3 separate regions of the Triticum aestivum genome follow, and all the other regions are linked to region 2. The links are chromatin contacts, called in public Hi-C maps. All regions are on one chromosome and are shown on one strand. The core of a region is the stretch at or near the end of the contact, and the rest is flanking DNA. Distances in the headings are between cores, read along the strand shown.

Region 1 (4,198 bases), core at 63-2,562, 360 kb before region 2:
ATAAGAGAGAGTGCCATACAACGTGCGCCAAATAAAGATTTTAACTTTTGTCGAACAAGATAATTTCGAAATGTTAGATCAAATAGGATTAACATCAATTTGTCTCGAACCATTAGTATGTCGAAGTTTACTCCCTTGTTGGTAGTCTCATTCCATAAAATAAGCTGATTGACAGTGAACTTTTTTTTGTAGCTCAACACTATAAAATCTGACATATCATGCAAAGAAAGAGAAATCTCAAGGGCCCGCTGAGCATTAATTGGCCATAACATTTGTTTCATCAGGTCTTCATCCCATTAACTAGTGACTGGAAGCAATAAGATCAAAGAACCTTGATAGAGGTGTCCCCCTCTTGGAGTAATAATGTTCCTATTCTCGCAATTTGGGATTCATTCATCTTCCCAAATAGCAATATTTGGTCCATTGTCCACTCGCCAGATATAACCATGCTTTAACGAATTAACTCTCGTCATAATACTTTGCCAAGTAATAGAGGAGCCCTTTTTAAAAGTTTGCATTTCAACAGATCACCATCGAGAAAATACTTGGCTCTTAAATTTTGCATCCCATCGCTTGCAAAATCTGTCGATAAACGAAGGACGCGATGTGACTGGCTCTGACCACCATTCGTTCTCGGCTATTCCTAATTGTTTTGGCCGTTTGGCCAATTCAATTCTGCACTTGCGAAGGAAATGCGCGTTCCTAGCTCAGCATTGCCGAGAAGTTACTCGCTCAACGGACGGTAACTGACAGACGATCCTCACACACTCGCTCAAATTTTTCCTGCACCTGACGCCATCATGACATTTACAGGCCACCACACAACGCTCATAAACCTCTCGACAGTTACGGTTCCGGCCTTCAGGGACCGGTTTACTTCGTCGCGCACGGCTGCACGACGCCGTCCACGTCCACGTCCACAGCTCCACGCATCATCAACTGAACCAGTCCACGAAGCGAACTGCACTGGGGATATGTCTGCTGACAGCAGGAAAATGGCCAGGGATTCGTGTTTATCACATTGGCCTACAAAGCAGTGGATCTCGATATCAGCAGCTAGCAACAACTGACCAAAATTCAAACGAGCAACTGTTTCGCTGATCGTTTTCGCGCACTGTTGAGTTGAGTTGTGCTCCAGATCATCGTCTCGTACCGTCAGCGTCAACTGGACCAGGAGTAGGATCAATGGCAGCGGGCAGGCGTGCAAACCTCAGCCGTCCAACGTTTCATCGGACGGTCGAGAACAGTCAGACCAAGAATGTGGTTGCGGATTTGCGACATCGTTTTGTGGAAGCGAGTCCGCCCGCCCTCCTCAAGTCTTCTTCCCCTTGTCGCTAAACGAGCCATTTGTGAAGCTTCTTTCCTATATTCCACTTTCTTGTTTCGTCCCTCCCCACCTCTCCTCTTCCAACCCTCTCACATGGTGTGATCGGCCCAGGGAAGGGACCACCGCAGCCATGCCTCCGCCGGTAGCCGCCGCGCTGTCGTTGCTCCTGGCCGTGGCCTTCGGCGCGGCGCGCGGCGCCGAGGACCTGGCGTCCGACACCGCGGCGCTGCAGGCCTTCATCGCGCCGTTCGGGTCGGCGTCCGTGTCCTGGAACGCGTCCCGGCAGACGTGCTCTTGGACCGGCGTCGTCTGCTCCGGCGGCCGAGTCACGGGGCTCCACCTGCCCGGGGACGGCCTCCGCGGCTCCGTCCCCGTCGGCGCGCTCGGCGGCCTCACCAGGCTCACCGTGCTGTCTCTGCGCTTCAACGCGCTCTCCGGCCCGCTGCCGGCCGACCTGGCCTCCTGCGTCAAGCTGCGGGTCATCAACCTGCAGTCCAACCACTTCTCCGGTGAGCTCCCGGCCGCGATTCTCTCCCTCCCGGCGTTGACGCAGCTAAATCTCGCTGAAAACCGGCTCTCCGGGAGAATACCGCCCGCCATTGCCAAGAGCGGGAAGCTGCAGCTGCTCTTCTTGGAGGGCAACCTCTTCACCAAAGAGCTGCCGAACGTCGACATGCCATCCCTCTTGTCTTTTAACGTCTCCTTCAACGACCTCACCGGCGAGGTTCCGAAAGGCTTCGGCGGCATGCCCGCCACATCTTTCCTCGGCACGACACTGTGTGGCAAGCCCCTCCCACCGTGTCGAACACCATCTACCCAACCACCGTCCCAGCCTCCCACGGTTGCCCCCGAAGCCGTGGTCGCGGGAAACGGCCGTGGCCGGCGACACCTCGCCGGCGGTGCCATCGCGGGCATTGTGATCGGCTGCGCTTTGGGCTTCCTGCTTATCGCCGCTGTTCTGGTCATTGCCTGTGGCGCCCTGCGCCGCAAGCCAAAAAGAACCTACCGCAGCCAGGACGCCGTCGCGGCGGAGCTGGCCCTGCACAGCAAAGAGGCAATGAGCCCGAATAGCTACACTCCTCGGGTCTCCGACGCGCGGCCGCCTCCGCCCGCTTCAATGCCGCCTCCGGTCGCCCCCGTCTCCGTGGGGCGGAAGAAGCTTTTCTTCTTCGGGAGGGTGCCGAGGCCGTACGATCTGGAGGACCTGCTCCGCGCGTCCGCCGAGGTTCTTGGCAAGGGCACGTACGGTACCACGTACAAGGCCGCGCTGGAGACGGCGCCCGCGGTGGCGGTGAAGCGTCTCAAGGAGACGTCGCTGCCGGAGCGCGAGTTCCGGGACAAGATCGCGGCGATCGGTGGGCTGGACCATCCTAACGTCGTGCCCCTGCAGGCCTACTACTTCAGCAAGGACGAGCGGCTCATGGTGTACGAGTTCGTCGCCACGGGGAGCCTCTCCTCGATGCTTCACGGTACGTACGCTCAGTGTTCATGTCCGGTTCTCTCTGTTTTCTGGTTCGAAACCCTGCTCCGAATCGGATCAAAATTTCTGAACTGGTGAGAATTTCAGGCAACCGTGGCGCCGGGCGATCGCCGCTGAGCTGGGAGTCGAGGAGGCGGATCGCGCTGGCCTCGGCGCGCGGCCTGGAGTACATCCACGCGACGGGCTCCAAGGTGGCGCACGGCAACATCAAGTCGTCCAACATACTCCTCGGCCGGTCGGTGGACGCGCGTGTGGCCGACCACGGCCTGGCGAGCCTCGTCGGCCCCGCCGGCGCGCCGTCGATGCGCGTGGCGGGCTACCGCGCCCCCGAGGTGGTCGCCGACCCGCGGCGGCTCTCGCAGAAGGCCGACGTGTACAGCTTCGGGGTGCTACTCCTGGAGATGCTGACGGGGAAGGCGCCGACGAACGCCGTGCTGCACGACGAGGGCGTGGACCTCCCGCGGTGGGCGCGGTCCGTTGTGCGCGAGGAGTGGACGTCCGAGGTGTTCGACACGGAGCTGCTGAGGCACCCGGGCGCGGAGGAGGAGATGGTGGAGATGCTGCGGCTGGCCATGGACTGCACCGTGCCGGTGCCCGACCAGCGACCGGCGATGCCGGAGATCGTCGTCCGCATCCAGGAGCTCGCCGACCCGGGGTCGGCGTCGTCGATGCCACGGCCTGGTCGGAGCATCTCGGTCGATGAGGCCGACGATCGGCCGCTCAAGCCGGCCGGGTCGATCCGAGAGAGCTGAGGCTCGATCGCCTCGGTTCGTGTCACCCAGCATGGCGACCGTTCGGTAATTTACGGAAGAAGATTCTGAAGAAAAGAGAATCTTGTCTTCTTGCGTGTGTCTTTAGGGCATTACTTATTTACCACCGTGTGCTTTCTACTTTTTTTTTGAAGTTTCATGAATTTCTTGATTCTTCTTCCTTGTTACGAATTCTTTGGATTAGCTGCGTGTGTTGAGGGATGCTGGCGATAGGAGAGGCACTACTGGTTCGGACAGACAGAGTATGTAATTACATCATCATGGGGTTGATTTTGTTGCGATCGTGCGCGCGTCACCTAATTAACAATCATTTACCCGAAGAAAACAGCTGCCTTTGTGCTACTAGTACTATAGTACTTCCCCTGCATGGAAACGGTAAAGAGAAAGTGTTCTGAATTTGCCATGAAATGGAGTGGAATCACGAGCATGATCTTCGGGCAGTAACACGCATTGGCCACTGTAAATGTCATGTCAAGTGTCACGTCAGTTTGTTACGCCTTGGTACGACTTTTCCACGACGCAAAAAGAAGAAGAGTTTTCTGTGAAAGCAACGGGAACATGGACGTGTGTTGGCGGCACATCGGGCTGTCCCCGGCCAAGATCCTGGTTGCAGCTGCAGCT
Region 2 (3,736 bases), core at 49-2,548:
CTTATTGTAGTTCTTCATATGCACTGATACTGTGATAGTACTGTTGTAGGCTGATGCCTAGCTCATCATTCCTAGGCTAATGCGTTAATCATATGCTTCAAGGCAGCCAGTGTTCTTAGTTCATTTTCTTCTCTTTTGTTGATCACAAACCGAGCAACAAAACTAGTATAAATAAATAAAAATGAATAGACAGGTTTCCACATTTTGAAATCGAACTGTTTCAAGATGAGTAGTTGCCTTAATGTCTCTGATTTCATGTTGGTTTGTCGACCTTGGTTGATAGACCTTGGTTGGTAATGTAGGTTGTATTCTAGGGAAGAAAAACTAAACCATTTCTGAGCACCCAATAGCGGTTGAACCGGGCTGGTGCATTTTGGGGGTCAAGCTCTACGAATGTAGTATATTTGTTAATCCTTTGTTGTGTATAAGCTTGAATTCTTCATCTTTGATTTGTGAAATCCTTGGGAAGTCGGTTTGTGTAACTTGACTTGATATAGGAATTGAAGTTTACTATTGTTATGTTCTGCTCCATGACTATACTCTGATTGGTAGTCATTGATGCGCTAGTGCAGTAGTGTTCTCTCTTTGCTTTTACCCTGCTTATGGGTAACTCTGGTTGCGCTCTACTTCTATAACGGTGGTCTATATTTTGGTTGTGCTTTGTTCTGCCTCTTTGGTGGTTTAAATTCGAGCACTAACGTACGTGCTGTTGTTGTACATTGCTTGGCGCTATTCGATATCGCTGGGTTTTTCCTCTTAGATGTAGATGTTTTTTTTCCTCTTAGATGTAGATGTAGTTCTGCAGTTGTGTTGCATTCTCATCCTTCCACGATTCGTCTAGCTATTAATCTGATTCGATATGGTGTCGCGATTAAGCGGAATTGCAGCGGCTAGAACCTGCTGAGCTTGGCTACTCTGCATCCGAGTAAGCCAGGCTAGGGAATCTGGGGAGTGCGGCCATCGTGCCATGCCATCCCTCGACCTCCGAGTTGGTAGAGGCGTGTCTTCGCTGCGGGGCCGGTGGGACTGCGAGAACGCTCGGCCAGCGACTGTGGGGTTGCCGGCCCCGACAGCTGGTCAAACGCGCGCCCTGGGCACAAATCGACGGACAATCGAGTCTTCCCTGAGGGACCACGTGCACAAACACACACAATGGACGTCTAGTTCCATCTTTCTCTTCCCTGAAATCTGGACCAGATAAGCTACTGGCCAATCTCACCCTGGATCAGATCGCATCCCTAGTCAGCATGAACTGAGCGTAAACCACTCCTATATTCACACAAACAACCGAACAAAGTGTAGGCCGAGTATTATACCTGGAAACGAAAGCAAAACAAAGGCTTTGTCTCAAAAGTTGCTCCCACGAATTCCAGGAGCGGCAACAATCGCACTCACAGCCCTTCTCTTCCGGGCAAAGGCAAACCCCAAGAAACCCCAACCGGCCACCACCACCACCACCTCCCGTCCCGACCCCGAGACAAACACCTCCCACTCGCGGCCATGCCCCCCTGCCACCGCCGCTGCTGACTAGCCATCTGCGCCGCGACCGGTCAACATCTATCTCGCCGGAACATCTGAATCAACATGGACCCGGCCCAGGAGGAGCTCGAGCGCCGCAGCCGCTACCTCAGCTCGCTCGTCCGCCGCACCAGGCTCGACGACCCGCCCCAGCCGGAGCCGGAGCCGGAGCGAGAGCTCAAGGTGGAGCGGAAATCGGCGGCGGAGCCCAGCGGCGGGGAGGGCAAGGCCGCTAAGCCGGAGGCCAAGGACAACAGGGAGGCGGCGAAGGTCAAAGGGGACGCCGCGAGCGGGGAGGGGAGGAAGGTGGCGGTGCGGGTGCGCGCGGCGGACATGCCGCTGGCGCTGCAGCGGCGCGCGATCTGGATCGCCCGGGAGGTCGTCCTCTCCACGCCGCGCCTCGAGAGCAAGCGCCTCGCGCTCGCGCTCAAGAAGGTACCACTACCACCACCCCCTGCTTCCTCCTTCCCTTTCGAATTTGTGGTCCTTTAATCAGATAGATAGATCAGCAGTTTTCGTGGAGTCAAAGCTTGCTTAGACCATTAATTGCTGCAAACAACCACAGATACTAAGTAACAAAGAATCACAATCAAAGGGCCTGGGAGTAAGATCTAGCCAGAGCTTGATTCTAGCAGTATGTTCTTGCTAGCTAAAATGGTTGTGCGCTTTTGATGGTTGTGCATTTGAGAGCGAGCGAGCTGTCATACTGAACGTAGTTTGACGAAGAAGATGAAATGGGAGGCAGAGCGCTGTTGTTGCCAGATCAGATTGTTTCGATGTGTTCATTTATGGGATGTGGTCCACCATATTGCTGAAAACAATACTAATTTGTGAGATACTGAAAGCTCAGAGGGCATCCGAGGAGGATAGTTATACTCTGCTGCCACATGTAGTTTACTACTGTACTAGTTGCAAGTTGGAACCATGTTATGAGTAGAACGTGTATGCTATCTCTGAGCATGTTGTAGGAAACTGGATCGTGTGCCAATGCAGAGCTCTTGACTTTGCGCAACATGGTTGCAGTCTTGTGGAGCTAACTTGACTAGTTGGTTTTGTAAATCTGCCCTCTGTGTGTGCTGTATGTTGACAGAATTGTTGATTATAGCTGTCGAGAACTACAAGTGACATGGTCAATAGCAGGATGAGGATTGTAGGTAGAATAAGGTATGCTATTGGTGGCAAGTGGCTTGCTGACATGGCTCCACTGGAACCTTTATTACTTCAATCATTCTGTAGTTCCAAGGTCATCCGATTAAGTAATCAAGCAGCTGAGATCACCTGAGTGAGAGTGAGCAGTTTCTCATGGTTGAGCTGTTAACTCCATCATTTGATGGCTCCTGTAAGTTCAACCGAGAACTAACATACTTTAAGTTGGAGCATGGATCCTGAAATTGGAAACCTGGATATGAGCTTACGAGCGTTGGGAACTACTGCTTTTGTGTTCATTTCGGTTAGTTACTAATTGTCGTTTGTTGATGTCCTTATCTGCAATATCCTGGTGTGTACCGTAACTTGGCAAGCAAGAGCATTCACTCTGTTTTGCCTTTGACTGGTCGATTTAAAACTTTGTGAGTAGATGTCAGTGCAAGCACAGACAAGCTTCATGCATTATCTCCCCACTTCGAACAAGCTAGTGTTGAATTACAGCCTTTGAGCCATTATTTTCTTCCCCTTCTCTGTATGCATGATGAAAATGGGAACACATAGCAAGCTACTTACAGACTGCAATAAATGATCACCAAGTATTTTCAGTATTCCCCTAAACAATTGCATGCTTTCAGGTATGGCAGAGACTTTCATGTTGGTTCTTTTTTTTTTTTTTGAGGAACCAGGGTGTTGGTTCTGTACTATTATCTATAGTCAAACTAACATCATAATTCTTGTACTTTGTTGGCATGCGCTGTTGCCTTTGGTTTCCTCTTATTTCTACTTGTCAAGTTGACAAGTACCTCCGACCTCCGTAAAGAAATATATGAACATTTAGATCACTAAAGAGTGATCTAAATGCTCTTATATTTCTTTATAGAGGGAGTAGCTATTTGCAGTTTCCTTCTTCCCTCTAAGGTACTCTTACCTGCTTACCTGTGAGTTGGTTGCTGTTTTTCTTCTTCAAAGATTGTGCATCAAAATATCCTCGGTAATGCTTCATTCTCACATTCTTAGACTTGTATTCACATTTGATAGCTGGGCATTGCTTTGGTTTGCTTACAGGAATTCG
Region 3 (4,272 bases), core at 1,768-4,267, 290 kb after region 2:
GTCCTGATTTCTAGCCTTCAAGCTGCAGGAAGATGGAACATGTTTGAATATAGAGAGCATACAAACATTGACAGATAAACATCTCTCCATTAGCTTTTCTGTCAATGCCAAATATTTAATGTTAAATAAATTGAGACCATGAAAGCAGAATATTACTATAGATTTCATTTTACTCCCATGTGCTCAAACTTATTCATATGGAATTCTTAGGGGAACCTAGATTCAATCAACCTAATTACCAATTTGTATATTATAATTTGTACACACGGATATTTGATACAATTCACTACCTTTTTGACATGGAAATCAGAATAAAATAGTAACGGGGAAATTAGAAAGAAAAAAAGAGAGCTAAACCTAGGGCTTACCTTGATTGAATAATTGATTAGTACGGCTTCTTCCTTGAGGGTGGCAGGCCGGCCGGCCGGCGTGCGCAGTGCACATGGAGGCTGATCGCTACAGGGGCGAGGTGTATGTGCAGCGTAGAGCGGCGGCGGCGCGGCCGTTTCGGCTCGTCAAGGCGTCACGCGAGCACAAGCGACGAACACATCTGAAACTCCGGAAGGCCTCAGTACGTTTCTAGCGAATCGAGATTGACCTGTTCGTTCTGGATGGGCCCCTGGGCTAATAACCTATGTAATACGGGCTTTAAACATACAGCATGAGAAAAAAAGTAACTGGGGGCAAATACCTTGGGCTGAGCGGGGCAGCGCTGTATATTCTAGGCCAGGTACACGTAAGCTGAAAAAACCGAGTGGGGGCATTCGCCCCCACAACCTGCACTGCACGTGGGTTCGGGACCTCCTAATCCGCGCATTCAGCGCCGGCTCACAGCAGCAACCTGGTGGGCCGGCCCGCGTTCACGCAGTGGCAGCAAAAAAACGCTGAAAAAATTATTGCGCGCAGGAATCGAACCCTGACCAGCGCGTTCTTGCCCGCGCCCGACTAACCAGCACATCCACTACGACCTACTGATCCGAGTAACCGCGAAGTTCTTATGGACAATTGTCGCCGCCCTGTCCCAAAATTTGAAAGTTCACAGATTAAGAAAAAGTTTACGAATTTGTTTTTAAAAAGGAAAGGTTCACGTATTCAAAAAAGCTCACGAAAATTAGAAAAAGTTCATAAATTTGAAAAAAGTTCATGGAATTTGGAAAAGTTCACTAATTTCAGAAAAGTCGCGGGATTTTAAAAAGTTCACGAGTTTGAAAAAAGTTCACAGATCAAAGAAGTTCATTATTTTTTTTAAAAAAGTTCATGAAATACAAAATAGTTCAAGAAAAATCGAAAAAATGCTTCCAAGTTGAAAAAAGTTCATCGAATTTGAAAAAAGTTCATCGAAATTAAAAAATGTTCATCAATTTGAGTTCATCAAAAATTGAAATTTTTTATCGAACTCCAAAAAAAGTTCATAGATTCGAAGAAAATGTTCACGTATTTGCGGACAATTCATCGAATGAGGAAGAAGGAAAATAAAGATAAAATAAAAAGGAAAACAAAAAAAGTTCATCCATTTCAAAAAAAAAATCACCGAAGCTATAAATATGTTGATAAATTTTCAAAAAATATCACCATGAAAAAAAGTTAATTGATTTGGAAAAAATTCAAAAATTTGAAAAATAAGTTCATCAAATTTAAAAAGATTAAATGAATTAAAATAAAAGTTCGCGAATTTGGAAACAAATCAACGAACCAGAAGAAAAAGATAAAACCTGAATACGAAAATGAAGAATGGAAAATGAAATAAAAGAAAAAAGAAAAAAGGGAAAGGAAAGAATGAAAGAATAAGAAAGTTTTCTTTTACCAGCTCATGCTGGGGTGGCGTGGTGGTTGCTCCAGGTTAACTTCGTTTGGGGGACGCTGGTTCGAATTAGGAGGAGCGCGGCAGTTCGTTTTTGCTGTTTTAAATACAGAGAAGGAAAACTAGATGGGCCGGCCCAGCTAACGCGCCTGCAGGCGCCGGTTTGCAGAAACAGTAGTAACCGGCGCCTGCAGCGCCAAATAGGGTTTGCCCGTGGGTTCGCCCCCTGTAAGAGCGTCGAATTTCTGACCACTTTTCTGTACAACAGTAACAGATCATCATTAGTAAGCAAAGCTTGGGTTTTTGCCGTCGGGGAAATGTGCATCTTTTGTGACGATCTAGTTTTTGCTGTTTTAAATACGGTGAAGGAAAACTAGATGGGCCGGCCCAGCTAACGCGCCTGCAGGCGCCGGTTTGCAGAAACAGTAGTAACCGGCGCCTGCAGCGCCAAATAGGGTTTGCCCGTGGGTTCGCCCCCTGTAAGAGCGTCGAATTTCTGACCACTTTTCTGTACAACAGTAACAGATCATCATTAGTAAGCAAAGCTTGGGTTTTTGCCGTCGCGGAAATGTGCATCTTTTGTGACGATCTACTTCAAATATGTGCTGCTCGTGCTTGAAAATGATGTACTACCACCTTTTGTGCAGTGCATGGGAAAAACAAGGGGGGCTCCCTCCCCAAAACAATATCCAAGCTCCTTCCAGTTGTGCCTCCTCTTTAGGTGTTTGTACCTAACCTAAACCCACAAATCGTACGACCAAAGTCGCTAGCCACTACGGAAATTGCCCACGGCCACAGTCCCCGTGGATCTAGACGGCGAGAATGCCTTTACTCGAGTGTAGCAGCCATAAAAGCTTCTCTCGTGCGCAATATGGCCAAATAACCCACTGACAGGACATCGAATCATCATCTCACAAAACACACAAGAAATCAAATGTTCGCTTTACGGATTTCTGTACATCGACTTAGCCCGAAATTGAACGCACCGAGATTCCTTTGGTTATTCTCTTAGCCTCTTCTGAAACCGGGATAAGTCTTGATTATTCCCCGGTGAACCGACGCCGCTCCTTTTGTTTCGGCACCTAATCATTATTCTTACTGAGTAATGATCCGCGTCTTAATTAAACTTTACGTCTCCGTCGCAACTTGCAAGCGCTGAAATTCTGGAGCTCTTTTCCAACATATGTTAATACTGCCAAGCACTCACTGGTTAAGCTAGTACCGGTATAAATACACCCCCTCTGCACTCCCAAGTTGCGTATGTTCAGTGACAGAGCCGGTGGGTGCGGAGCTTGCTGGCCATGGGCTCGCCTTCAGTCGTTCTTCCTAAGGTCTGGGAGCGTAGTGCTTACCGACTCGGTGATTTGGACACCTGCATGCAGTTTCTTAGATGCGTCAATATGATCTGACGGGCGCATCGCCCTGCATGCATGTGTGTCGCTCTATCATCAAACTTTAGCATGCATCATAACCGGGGTTCTTCTTTCTTGATCATCAGGTGGTCGACGGTGAGAAGGAGGGCACTGCCCGCCGTGCCAAATGGTGGTACGTGACGTTCCACAATGTCACCGCGATGGTCGGCGCCGGCGTGCTCAGCCTGCCCTACGCCATGGCTCACCTCGGATGGTAGGTTTGCGTCCGTGTGATCCAAACCAACGCTTAACAGCTAGTGGTACGTACGTCTAAATTCAGTTATTGTACGTGTCCAGGGGGCCAGGGATAGTGGCGCTGCTGGTGTCGTGGTGCATCACGCTGTACACGCTGCGGCTGCTGATCGAGCTCCACGAGTGCGTGCCCGGCGTGCGCTTCGACCGGTACCGTGACCTGGGCGTGCACGCGCTGGGCCCGCGGCTGGGCCTGTGGGTGGTGGTGCCGCAGCAGCTCATCGTGCAGCTCGGCTGCGACGTCGTCTACATGGTCACCGGCGGCAACTGCCTGCAGAAGTTCGCCGAGTCTGTATGCCCGGGCTGCACGCGGCTGCACCAGTCCTACTGGATTTGCATCTTCGGCTCCTCCCAGTTCCTGCTCTCGCAGCTCCGCGACCTCAACTCCATCACCGCCATCTCCCTCGCCGCCGCCGTCATGTCCCTCAGCTACTCCACCATATCGTGGGCGGCGTGCTTGGCCAAGGGCCCCGTCGCCGGGGTGAGCTACGCGTACAAGGCCGGCACGGCGGCGGACTCGGTGTTCCGGGTGTGCAGCGCGCTGGGGCAGGTGGCTTTCGCGTTCGCCGGGCACGGCGTGGTCCTGGAGATCCAGGCCACCATCCCGTCCACGCCTACCAAGCCGTCCAAGGTGCCCATGTGGAAGGGCACCGTCGCCGCCTACATGGTCACCGCCGCGTGCTACTTCCCCGTGGCGTTCATCGGGTACTGGACGTTCGGCCAGGACGTGAGCGACAACGTGCTCGTGGCGCTGGAGCGCCCGCCCTGGCTCGTCGCCGCCGCCAACATGATGGTGGTCATCCATGT

The links. A called contact is a pair of places that touch in the nucleus more often than the background predicts.
Region 1: a contact with region 2 is called in a Hi-C map of leaf, with 5 times the contacts expected there. The contact joins the promoter of LOC123045684 here to the promoter of LOC123045682 in region 2. A contact is called at or near these places in 2 of 5 Hi-C or Micro-C datasets (both in leaf).
Region 3: a contact with region 2 is called in a Hi-C map of leaf, with 5 times the contacts expected there. The contact joins the promoter of LOC123041494 here to the promoter of LOC123045682 in region 2. A contact is called at or near these places in 3 of 5 Hi-C or Micro-C datasets (all in leaf) and 1 of 1 datasets of contacts at active chromatin or transcription factors (leaf).

What each region holds. Positions count from the first base shown.
Region 1 is chr2B:499,820,689-499,824,886 of IWGSC CS RefSeq v2.1, reverse strand. LOC123045684 (probable inactive receptor kinase RLK902) reads left to right here and starts at 1,312. Exons shown (of 2, transcript XM_044468829.1): 1 at 1,312-2,796; 2 at 2,895-3,860. The coding sequence starts at 1,458. The coding sequence ends at 3,559.
Region 2 is chr2B:499,463,359-499,467,094 of IWGSC CS RefSeq v2.1, reverse strand. LOC123045682 reads left to right here and starts at 1,298. Exons shown (of 2, transcript XM_044468826.1): 1 at 1,298-1,953; 2 at 3,730-3,736. The coding sequence starts at 1,585.
Region 3 is chr2B:499,169,846-499,174,117 of IWGSC CS RefSeq v2.1, reverse strand. It overlaps LOC123041494 (lysine histidine transporter-like 6), which reads left to right and starts at 3,017. Exons shown (of 7, transcript XM_044464093.1): 1 at 3,017-3,132; 2 at 3,300-3,427; 3 at 3,511-4,272. The coding sequence starts at 3,103. It overlaps LOC123045679 (a long non-coding RNA gene), which reads right to left and starts at 607. Exons shown (of 3, transcript XR_006421539.1): 1 at 369-607; 2 at 1-22.